Linked DNA regions of Mus musculus: region 2 is linked to region 1. A link is a contact called in public HiChIP or PLAC-seq data. All regions are on one chromosome and are shown on one strand. Each heading gives the region's core, a stretch centred on a gene start, on an enhancer-like site or on the middle of the called end of the contact. The rest is flanking DNA. Distances are from core to core; before and after follow the strand shown. Region 1 overlaps Lbr (lamin B receptor). Region 2 has its middle 10 kb from the start of Gm38648.

Region 1 (5,968 bases), core at 2,226-4,725:
AGGTGCTTAGAGTTCCTCTTCCATTACAGGCACTCATCAATGTCATAACACTAGCTCTACTTGAAGTTCCATGGTCCTTTTCCTATCCAGGAGGTTTTGGAAGATTATTTAAACAACAAAGAAATAAAGGAAAACTATCTGAACTGAAAACCACTGGGTGTGGCAGAACTCAGAGCAGCCAAGCTGAACCTGTCTCTCTGCCCCTGAGCACCCTTTACACTGCTGCTGTCTCATTCAGCCAGTCTCCTGTCTGAACCACTCCCCAGAGGACTGGCTCCCTCTCCTGCACAGAGGCCTTCAATGCATTGCCTGAGCTACTCAGGCCATATTCCCTGCTATTGTTTCGACAGTGAGACCAAAAACTGTATAAAGACCAATTTTATTTTTAAGATCTCTTTTAAAAACACAGGCATTTGACAGAAATTATTCCTAAAGGAATTCATTTTAAGTTAAATTGCTTAACAATAAAAGTAAGATGTTCAGCCAAGCAGTGGTGGCTCACGCCTTTGAGCCACCCTCCCAGCACTTGGGAGGCAGAGGCAAGCAGATTTCTGGTCTACAAAGTGAGTTCCAGGACAGCCAGGGCTACACAGAGAAACCCTGTCTCGAAAAACCAAAAAAAAAAAAAAAAAAAAAAGATGTCTGTTGTAAGAACTAGTGGAGAGCTAGCATGTATTCCCTCTCTTTGCAAACTTGAGAATTTTTCAGCACTTATCCATCATAAATTATTTCAAGTCTGTGATCAAGTAAGATGGCATGCGACAGACACCAACCAGAAAACAGTAAACACAGTGCCTTGGACTGAACAGAGGCTAAGACTAGCACTCACATTTCAGAGCAATGATGACAGAAGCCAATGGCCAGGACAAGTCATGGGGATGGCTGACCAGGTAAAAGGCCTGGAGGCTGTAGGTAAATGGAACCCACACTAAATCCCCAAAGGCCAGCATGAAGCCAAAGCCGTCGTGCATGATGTCCATGGAGGTCAGCAGTGCTTCCTAAAATGACAGGTGGGAAGAAAGAAAACCATCTTATGTTTAAAGTACTAGTTTACGGTCAAGTATATTAAGTGAAGGCACACCAAAATATTGAAAGGCAGGTCCAGTTGCTCTGGCTTAAGTCCTGTCTCCTCCCACAGAAGTTGCTGTAACAGATGTCTAAAACCCTCACAGGCCTTTGCCCAGTACTCCCTGACCTCACCTTCCTCCAACCCCAGCTTCAGTCCCTTCCCTCAACAGCCCTTCTCATCCTACAATCTCCCCTGATATTTGAAAAATAAGCCTCTCATTTTTCAAATGTACATGCCACAGTGCCTAGCAAAAAGTAATGGTTCAAAATGTATCTGTGGGAAGAAGTAGCTCTCAGAGTTCTTGCCCAGATCACACTGGGCAAGGTAAGAGTCAGAGCTCACGGATCCGGGCCCTAAGGCTCACACCCTAGACCTCAGAATGATGTTAACTGCTTAGAAAGTCATTTCCGAATAGAGTTGTCGACACACCCACCAGTGTTCATGTGCAGGCCCTTTGAACTACCTCATCTTTATCAACACAAGCTATAGAAGAAGCAAGCTATAACTGCCCTAATTCTGTATATAAGCAACTCGAGAGCTCCCCAGAGGAAAACCTCACCCACCAACTCTCAAAAAGCTGCTTGACTTCATGGCCTCCAAGAATTCATCTCTTTCTAAAATTAACTATCTTGTGCAGGTACAGAACACATTCCTCTAATCCCGTGTGGGAGGCCAAGGTGGGAAGATCACAAGTTCAGACCAGCATGGACTACTAGGACCTCAAAAATAAGTAAATATATAAATATATATATATATATATAACCTGGAAAATCCAACAAATTACCTCATTCCAGAGGGCGTCCACCACATATAAGAGCTGGAAACTGTTAACCAAGATCATTGCCAAGGACGGAGCAGCTCGCTCCTGAATTTTCATTTCCATCAGAAGCATCACTAAGTTAATAACCACCTGGGAAGAGAAGACGACAACGCCTCAAAGGCACTGGCGAGGCCAAGCAGAGCCGAGACCCCCAGTGCACACCGCCATGGCCACCAGAGAACAAGACACCTCAGCCCTGACGTGTCACTTGTCTGCGCTTCCTGACAACACATGGGGTCTCTGATCAGGAGAACAACGGAATGATGGTCTTACGAACAGTGCTCTTCAAAAGGGCGACACCGTCACAAGAGCCTAAGGAACCAGCATAGTGAGAGGAGACCAAGATGAAAGAATGGAGCAACAGTTAAGCACCAATGAACCCCAATAAGGGTTACAGATCCCCTCAGTAGCACTGCCCTTGACGGGACTGTGACTGAGCCTGCTGTTAGTAAGGAATCCGGCGAAAGAAAATGGGAGTCTCGGTTCCATGTCTGTAATTGTCCTCCAAGCCTGAAACTGGGTCAAATAAGGCTTTACTTTCCATCTTCACTATCACTTCCTAGATATATGTAATAAAAATTGAAAAATATCTGTGATGTTTAACAATCCGTAACAAGTTCTCTTAAACCAGTAAAAAAATAAATAAATATATATGTGTTAAGACACAATTAGGGAAAACTATAATCTTTAAAAATTGCCTACATTTCCTTCTAAATACAAGATGAAGTCATACCATTGAAATTATTGGAAAAAAAAAAAAAAAAAAAGACATACCCATCCAATCAATCCAGGGCGCAACTCACAAAAGAACTTGAGATCGAAAGCACCAAGTCGCGGGTTTAACTCTCGGCCAATGAAGAAGTCGTAGACAGCATTTCCTGGGAAGGAGAAAGCATTTACCTCACCAAGTGCTGACCTTGGGCCTCTGCTCCCTGAGGAGACGACTGCAGAGGGGGAAGCGAAGGACAGGACTGGGAAGCCAGGGCCGCTACTGATCTTGAGAGCTCACTTCACCTCTAGGGAAACTACAGGTTTATTTTTAAACATACGACCTTTTGTTTTATTTTTGAGATGAGGTCTCACTATGTAGTCCTGGCTGGCCTGGAACTTTATTTGGATCAGGAGGGCCTCAAACTCACAGAAATCCTCCTGCATCTGCCTGACAAGTGCTCAGATTAAAGGTATGGGCCTCCACACCCAGTCCATAGGAAACTTAAAAAAAAATATCTTAGGTCAGAACCAAATAACTTGCAGCCTGTTTTTTTGTTTTGTTTTGAAGGAATTTACTACTTGACAAAAGTAAACAGGCAGAGAGTCAGAGCTGCTGAAGGATTTTAGTCACATACTTAGAGTTAATGAGAACTAAATAGAAAAGCATGAGGAAAAAAACTTAAATTTTGCCTTCAATTTTTTTCTTCACTTGTTTTCTATGTCTTTATTTCCCAAAATTAAACTAGACAAAAACCAATCTCTATGAGTAGTCATGGCTGCCAGGGCTCTGGACACAGCCATGTGACCCATGATGGAACTGCTCACCGGAACTGGCTGGCGACAGCTCCTCCCTCGGGGCTCGCAGAGAGCGAACATAGAGGTAAGCACTCAGGAGCACGGAGAACCCGGTGGCTGCCAGTGCCAACTGCAGGAAGTGAGTGTACAGGTAGCACAGCTCAACACCCCAGAAGACAGCTGCTCCCAGGGCTGCAGATGTCAGAATGAAGGCATACAATCCTTTAAAGAGGGAGAACAGGGTTAATTAACGTCACTCATCCTGGGGCTACATTTGGGGGTTTTGAGACAAGTCACACTAGGTTGCCCAAGCTGGCCTTAAGTCCCCGGGCTCAAAAAGACACCCCCCCCCCCAACACACAGGAGCTACCAGTCAATGCAGTGTTTTTCTGTTTAAGTCTTAAATTTCATTATCCAGATTATTTTCATATATATGCAAATAAGCAATGTCCTTAAGGTACAATCTTCAGTGTAAATACCACAGCTCTTGTACTGTCTTTTAAGAATGCTAACATTATTTGGCAATATGAACCATCCTTACCCACTGTTAATTAAAGCCAAGCTCAAACTCACTGTTAAACTGAAAAGAATCTCAAAATGCACTCACTACTCCAACGTTCAGAGTCCAAAGTCAAATAAGTAGCTCCCAAAAGAGATGTACAAGAACACATTTTCAAGTCTAATGCCATTACCTCACAGCAGAATAATCTTAAGGTATACAGTTATAAATATTTATGTTGGAACTCACGAGTTGGTAATGGTATAAAAAGGTTCTAGTCACATTCTGCCACATAGAAAACGAATATCAAGATGCTGTACCCTCGGGCTGGAGAGATGGCTCAGTGGTTAAGAGCACCGACTGCTCTTCTGAAGGTCCTGAGTTCAAATCCCAGCAACCACATGGTGGCTCACAACCATCCGTAATGAGTATGTCACCCTCTTCTGGTGCGTCTGAAGACAGCTACAGTGTACTTACGTATAATAATAAATAAAGCTTTGGGGGGAAGAAAAGGATGCTGTACCTTCACAGTAGAGGCTATAATAAAACCCGGGGAAACCAAGTGTGGTCACTCACACTTGTAATCCCACACAAGGGCACACTAGGCTCCACTCTGATGCACAGGCAGCCAGCAGGCTAAAAGCCCAGGAGACAAGTCACAAGCCAGTCTAAGGGTGCTGCCTGCCCAATCTGGGGGCAGGGAGTGCACAATTTCACCTTTTGGCTAAAGAAATCATTTTTCTTACAAAAGCTGAAGTGCTTAGGTTCCACATGAAGTCATCAAATTATATTTCAATTAACAGTCAAACAAGTCATGGTCATTAGTGAGAGGATTTCTAAGCCCTGATAAAAGAGGATCGCCACAAGTTTGCTTTCTAAAGCCATGTTTGCTACATACCAAGTTTACTCCAAAGAATAATTTAACCCTTATAAAATCTATGAAGTGGTACAACTGTTTTTCACTCCACAGACTGCAGACTAATCACTCAGAATGTCTTAGGAACTTCCTTAGAGGTAAAATCCCGTAACAGGGAATGGAGTAACACTAGAAACACAGACCAACAAAGAAGTCTTTACCCAAGTACCAAGGGCCCAGGCGCAGGGCTTGGCCTCAATGCCCTCCACAGCAAGAGCAGAACTGTGAGCAGACAGCCTGTAGCAGGCCAGCAGAGCCAGCAAGAGCCATGGCACGCCTAAGATTATGAGACAGGCAGCTTCCGTTAGCGAGGAGCTGGGCAAGAACAGAAAGATGTCCAGCACGAGCAAGCATGGTTCCAGGCAGGTGCACAGCCGGCTAGGATGGCATGCAGCTCGGCACCTGAAGGCAGGTAGCCCCGAAAACATTTCTGCTTCCCGGCTTGCACCCTGCAGAGTGATTTCAGTTAAAAATGCTGGCTAAGCCCATGAACAACCACCCAAACTAGAAAATAAGATGGAATAAGATGGAAGCCAAACATTAAAATTTACTCAGACCATTCCTGGCTTCCAGTGGTTCAACTTAGGGAGTTTGGCAGTGCATCATACACATGCAGAAGCTAGACACATCCAGCACCATACTCAAATGTGGATTCAGACTAGCAACATACAATGTCCTCTCCCAGTGCTGGGCAGTGCAATGATCTCAACAAATCACAGTTGACCTACAACTCTACAGTGCTGCTAAGCCCGGACACTGGCAGGTCAGCTGCAGAAAATACATTTTCAACCTAAGGTATGGCCAACATAAGATGGACTTATGTGAACATAAGCACAATCATAAGTTGAAGAGCATCTTTCATAAAATTCTAGAAATAAATGGCATCACTCTACCCAATTTAGTAAAACGGACAATCTGTTAAGGATGACCACCACAGAGACTCCTAAAGTCACATGAATGGCGCTTTATCAGCCTTCGGAAGGTAAAGCTGTACATGTGCTGACTATCAAGATACTCAGACAAAAGAGCCTTTCACAAGCTCTGTTACACAAGCTCCACGCTGCCTTCCCTGCTCAACACGCATAGCTCCCTAGTGCCAAGTATGTACTAAACACAAGCTAGCCCACAAAACTAGTGCCCACCAGGAAAAAGTCCACT
Region 2 (5,968 bases), core at 1,786-4,285, 210 kb after region 1:
GCCTAGCTTCTCATTTCCTTTTGTTGTCCAGAGATACTTCTAAAGTTTTGTTTGAATGTTTCAAACTGTCCTCAGCTGGTTCAAAAGGAACTAAAAAGCTCAAGTTCACGTTTCCAGGGGGACACCATTCCCGTGTGACTGTTGGGTTGTTGTAGAACCGTCGGGGAAGAGGCTCTCCTGCGCCTACCTAATGAATTCTGGAGGAAGGAGCACTTGGAAGCCAGCTGCTGCTCAGCGCCACTCGGCCAAGTTCTCTGTGAGGCTGTTGCTTGTGCGTCGTGGCTAAGGAAGGCAAGCATGAGTAGGCGCAGAGCCATGCTCTTTTCCCTTCTGACAGACACTGATGTCATCCCTCAGAAGAGTTCAAGGAATCCAGTTCACTCAGACTTGGGAAGAAGGAAGGAAGGAAGCAGATATTCCTGGAGATCTCTGAGCCACGGTTCAGACCTCGGCCTCCACGTGTACTAGGCTGCAGTCCAGTGGAGTGACGGCACGGCACTGACGCTAGGTTACACGAGCTCCAAGAAACGGAGAGCCGAAGATCTCAATAGAAACAGACGCCTAGGTGGGAAAGAAGGAAGACTCAGAGCTGATGGGAGGGGAAAGCGGTCTATGAGGAGTCCTGGGAGTCAATGACAGGGCATATCCTGATAAATCTGGCTTCCAAGGAGACTTGGGTTTCTTCCCTGGAGGAGCCCCAAACTCTGCTGCTCTGGAAATGTTGACTGTATTGTGATTTTGGCAGACAATAAGAAGCCTATATGAATCACTCATTTAAAAAAGAAGTTTCAGTGGAAAAGGCCAGCTTTAACTAAGGAGATTCTTTCTCTTGTGCTGAGACCTCAGGAGCCGCAGGAATGACTAGTGTCATATGGTTGGGGGCTCTCATTTGTTTGTTTTTAATTAATCCGTTAATTAATGAATTTGCATTGGATTATTTCTGTCAGGTTAGCAGAGTTGTGACCACAGCTGCCAAGCAACTCCTGCCTCACTCTTCCTTGGCTACCAGAGAAGGGCTGGGCTCTCCCCGCAGTGAACCAGGCGATGGGAAACCTAAGAAAACCATGGCTGATCCTGACGCTGGCCAGCGGGATGAAGCACACTCGGACTGCTTCAACCCACCAGACTTGGGTCGTGTACACAGCTTGAGAACCCTCTCAGAGTCATATTCATGGAGGGAGGAATGAAGGATCTGAAGGAGGACCCTAACCAGCCTTTAATCCCAGCACTCGGGAGGCAGGGGTTAGATCGCTGAGTTTCATAGGGAATTCCAGGCCAGCCAGAATTACAGGTTAAGAACTTGTCTTAAAAATAAATGCAATTTTTAGGGCTGGTGAGATGGCTCAGTGGTTAAGAGCACTGACTGCTCTTCCGAAGTTCCTGAGTTCAAATCCCAGCAACCACATGGTGGCTCACAACCATCCGGAATGAGATCTGATGCTCTCTTCTGGTGTGTCTGAAGACACCTACAGTGTACTTACATGTAACAATAAATAAATCCAAAAAAAAAAAAATAAATGCAATTTTTAAAAGGAGGGATCATTTCCTGAAGTAGAAATAGAACAGGTCTGAGTACTTGTATTTTTCTTACCAAGTTCTGTTGCTTCCCAGTTTATCATTCATTTAAGACATTGGAAAATAATAGAGAAAAATTTAAATAGTGACATGGGAATGAGTTCTGGCTAATGTCATGGGTCATGACCTTTAAAAAAATTTAATTATTATTATTTTATGTTATCTGTACGTGTGTGTTCCTAAATGTATGTACACCACTCGGGCACAGAGGTGACCTCTTGGAGGTCAGAAGGGAGCATTGGCTCCCCTGGAACTAGAGTTACAGGCAGTTGCGAGCTGCCCTGTGTGGAAACTGGAAACCCTGGATCCTCTGCAGGAGCAGCCAGTGCTCTTAATTCCTCTGCCTGCCTGTCCAACCCTGCTATTGTCTTCTCCATCTCCTTCTGTCACCCTCTCTGTTTTACTCCCCTTCAGGTATGCAGTCAAATTTGTGAAAAAAAGGAATGGCAACAGAAAGACAAAGAAACACTTAAAGCAGCAACAGTAGAGATAACAATCATCTTGTTATGCTGTAAAATATGAGCAGAGGTGTGGTGGCCCACGCCTTTAATCCTAGCAGAGGCAAGTGTATCACTAAGCTGGAGGCCAGCCTGGTCTACAGAGAGAGTTCCTGGACAGCCAGGAAGGGCAGCACAGAGAAACGCATATCTCAGAAAACAAACAAGAACCACCCCACCCCACCCCCACAGAGCACAGAGCAGAAATGCATTTAGAAAGTGGAAAAGTATCTTCAGGCTTTTCAAATGCAACAGTATCATTGCAGGAGGCCATGCAGTCAGCAATCCCCAGGAGCAGTGGAGTTTCTGTTTCTTCTCCTCCCATAAGCAGGGACTCTGCCACTGGGCTACAGCCTAGCCCTAGCCTTCCTTTTCCTGGGTTGCTTAAGCTGTCTTTTATCGTGCTCTGGAGCCCAGGCAAGCCTTGAACTTGTGGTCCTCTGCCTCAGCCTCAGTAGCTGGGATTGCAGGCCTGAGCTGTAGGCCTTTCCCCTTCCTTCCTTCCTTCCTTCCTTCCTTCCTTCCTTCCTTCCTTCCTTCCTCCCTCCCTCCCTCCCTCCCTCCCTCCCTCTCTCTCTTTCTTTCTTTCTTTTCCAGAGGGGGTGGTGGTGGAGGGAGGACAGGATTCGTCTCATCTTACAGTTTGTACTTTATCATCCAGAGAAGCCAGGACAGGAACTCTAGGCAGGAAGCCAGCAGGACAGTAACTGTGTCGCGGTGGCGCCATCACCTCCATACTAAATCCAGTTCACCTTGTAATTCATAAGATCCTGTCTCAAAAAATCCATACAGGTGGGGCTGAGAGATGGCTCAGCGGTTAAGAGGTCCTGAGTTCAATTCCCAGCAACCACATGGTGGGTCACAACCACCTGTAATTGGAATTTCTTAACTGCAGAGGTTGATGTGGGTGGCAGCTCTGTATTGTTCTGGCTACTAAATCTTACTATGTAAGTCAATCCCCTCGATTAGCTGGGTGGGGTGAGGATCCTCCCTGTATTTGTTTCTTTCTGTGTCTGTTTGGGCTGCCTTAAGATACCGAGTCCCAGTTAAACAGAACCAAAGGAAGAACCCTGACACTAATGACCGTGGTTTTTGTTAGTGTTACTTATTCCATTAGGGACATTCAGTTACTTTAAAATGTATAATTAATATATATATATATATATATCCTTTCTTTGTGTGTGCCATCGCACATGTGGAAGAGGACAACTTGTGGGAGTTGGTTTTCTCCTTCTACCATGTAGGTCACAGGGACTGAACACAGGTTGTCAGACTTAGTTACAAACACCTTTACCTTCTGGTGACTAGCTCAGCAGGTAGAGATACCTGCACTAAGCCTGGTGCCCTGGGTTTGATCCCCAGAACTGATATGGTGGAAGGAAAGAGCCTATGCCTGAAAGTTGTTCTACACACACACTCACTCACACACATACACACACACTGAATAAATCAAATATGACAAAACAAAACTCCAGTAGGTATCCTTGGGGACCTTGTTTTGTGTTTGCTTGTTTCTTTGTCTCTTTCTTTTTTTTTTTTTTCCAAGACAGATCTCACTGTGTAGATCTGGCCTTCCTGGAACTCACTGTGCAGATCAGGCTGGCTTTGAACTGCCAGAGAATTGCCTGCCTCTGCCTCCCAAGTAGTGGGACTAAAGGTGTGCACCACTGCACACCCATGTGCACATTCACACACACACACACACACACACACACACACACACAGATAAATAAAAACAGGGTTTTTATAACCATTGCTGCACAAAGGGAAACATAAGCTAACTTACTGCTTCATGTTGGAAAAGCCTCAACTAACCAACTGTAGGAAGGCTGTGATTTTCATTGTCTAAAACACAACGAAGAACCAAAGTTAGCAAAGAGGCATTTGAGAGGAAATGACAAGTGATGGGCTTCTGGAAAACTCGGAGCCCTGTGCGACATAAAATGGTGTGGTTGTTATGGAAACAGAACTGCCATATGACCCAATCATCCCAACTGTGGGGTTATCCTCCAAAAACCTGAAAGCAGGGACTCTGGGAATTGCCAGTCCTGTTCGTAGCAGTAATACATTAGTTAAAAGGCTTAAGTGACACATATCCGTTGGTGAATGAATAGATGAAGAAAAGGTGCTGCCATCACACAGTGTGTGACATTCGGTCACATAGTACAGTCATGGACCTTGAGCGGATCACATGAAATCCCGCTTGAGTCTGCGTCCATGACATACTTTCAGCCACTGAACTCACCTTGCAAGCTGCAAGGTCGTAGAGGGAGGGAGGAATGGATCACACTTGAGTCCAGGGGACTCAGAGTTTCAGTTTTGCAAGAGGAAAAAGGTTGTGGGATGGATGGCTGGAGATGGTGACTGCATGGTCCTCTGAGTTCATCTAGCACCACCCAATTATAGACTTAAAACAACATATTCACCCTGGGCCCCTGAGATAGCTCAGAGGTAAAACTGCTTGCTACCAGCCTGATGACCTGAATTCGCCCCCCAGGACCCACACGGGGGAAGGACAGAACTCACTGCTCCCAAAACTTGTCCTCTTCCCCACATACTCTCTGTGGCTCAGATGGGCCCCATGCAGGGGCACACACACACAAATACATGATTTAAAATTACTCACATGGTAAATTTTACTTTGTGCATGTTTTGCAATTAAAAAAAAAAAACCACTAAACAGACACTTAAGTACTTCCTAAAAATTAAAGGTAGGCATAGCCCCAACTACTCTGGAAGCTGAGGCAGGAGGATCACTTGAGCCCATGAGTTGGAGGCTAGCCTAGACATACTTGGCTCTTAAAAAATATATATATATACAAAAACTCAGGCACTTAATTCACATGAGGCCTCCCCAGGCTATTTGCTACTCTTATTTATGAGAAGTCTTATTTGTAGTCTTATTCTGGGAAGGTTGCCATTCTTGTTCCCATCCCTTCACAAACTGAAACTAGCACATGGGAAAGAGAACAAGCCAGGGACAGCTGTGGGTGCACCAGCCTGGCCAGTAAACAGGGTTGAGGGTGGCAGGGGCGATGGATCAGCAGAGGAGTCCCACACACCCTAGAGTTCCCCAGCTAGAATAGCAGAGGAGCCCCATCATGGGACCCCGAGTCTGTCCAAGACAAAGGAGTACATTTGGAAAGGCTCCTAAATGGCAAATGCATAGAATCGGGAGCCTGAGTTCTTAAAAGAACTTGGTGTTACCTGAACAGAGCTCCAGAATGCACCAGGTTGTATATGAGAGGAAGTGGAGATAGGCAGAAGGAGGGAGGGAGGGAGGGAGGGAGGGAGGGAGGGAGGGAGGGAGGGAGGGAGGGAGGGAGGGGAAGGGAAGGGAAGGGAAGGGAAGGGAAGGGAAGGGAAGGGAAGGGAGGGAAGGGAAGGGAGGGAAGGGAAGGGAGGGAAGGGAGGGAAGGGAAGATAGAGATGTGAGGGAAAGAAGAAAAGAAAGCAAAGAGATGGAGATGAATGGAGAGGAGTACAGGCTCTGGAAAGGCAAGGGGGCGGGGCGGGGTCAGGAGGGGCGGTGGGGGCGGGGCAAGGGAGTTGTAGAGGGTGACTAGCTTGGCTATGATCATATCAGACTGAAGGCAGTTGCTCTCTTAGGGCAGCCTGTGCCCAGCTTCCTTCTAAGGGGACCTTGTGGAACCCTACTCGTCTCTGCCTTCATCAGCTTTAAAGTCTTTTCTTTGGGAACCCATAAACAATCAAACAAAAGCATACCCCTGTCTCAATAAAGGAGCTCTGGGTGGCAGACTGTCCATCAAGGACAGCCTGGCTTAAATCCTCTTCCGACTCTCCCAGGCCTGGGGCAAGTCACTGCTTAAGTCGCATTCCAGTGTTGGAAAGTGCAATGTTATTTATCTCACATGAGACAGACTGGTAGCAATGCC

The links. HiChIP or PLAC-seq counts read pairs in DNA pulled down with a chosen protein or histone mark.
Region 2: a contact with region 1 is called in an H3K27ac HiChIP or PLAC-seq map of embryonic stem cells, with 5 read pairs. The contact joins two enhancer-like sites. A contact is called at or near these places in 2 of 39 promoter capture datasets (3T3-L1-derived adipocytes and maxillary cranial neural crest), 1 of 115 datasets of contacts at active chromatin or transcription factors (embryonic stem cells) and 3 of 9 other capture datasets (adipose tissue, liver and pancreatic islet).

Annotation. Positions count from the first base shown.
Region 1 is chr1:181,818,011-181,823,978 of GRCm38.p6, forward strand. Lbr (lamin B receptor) reads right to left here. Exons shown (of 14, transcript NM_133815.2): 8 at 3,426-3,617; 9 at 2,664-2,767; 10 at 1,854-1,979; 11 at 830-998. Among named protein-coding and RNA genes, the nearest start is that of Lbr, 21 kb to the right of the region's middle. Within about 2 kb of position 3,476, at least 3 of the 459 cell types and tissues checked have an H3K27ac peak or open chromatin away from gene starts, as enhancers often do. A contact at or near this core is called in embryonic stem cells, where this site is marked.
Region 2 is chr1:182,028,331-182,034,298 of GRCm38.p6, forward strand. No RefSeq gene overlaps it. Among named protein-coding and RNA genes, the nearest start is that of Gm38648, 10 kb to the right of the region's middle. Within about 2 kb of position 3,036, at least 7 of the 459 cell types and tissues checked have an H3K27ac peak or open chromatin away from gene starts, as enhancers often do. A contact at or near this core is called in embryonic stem cells, where this site is marked.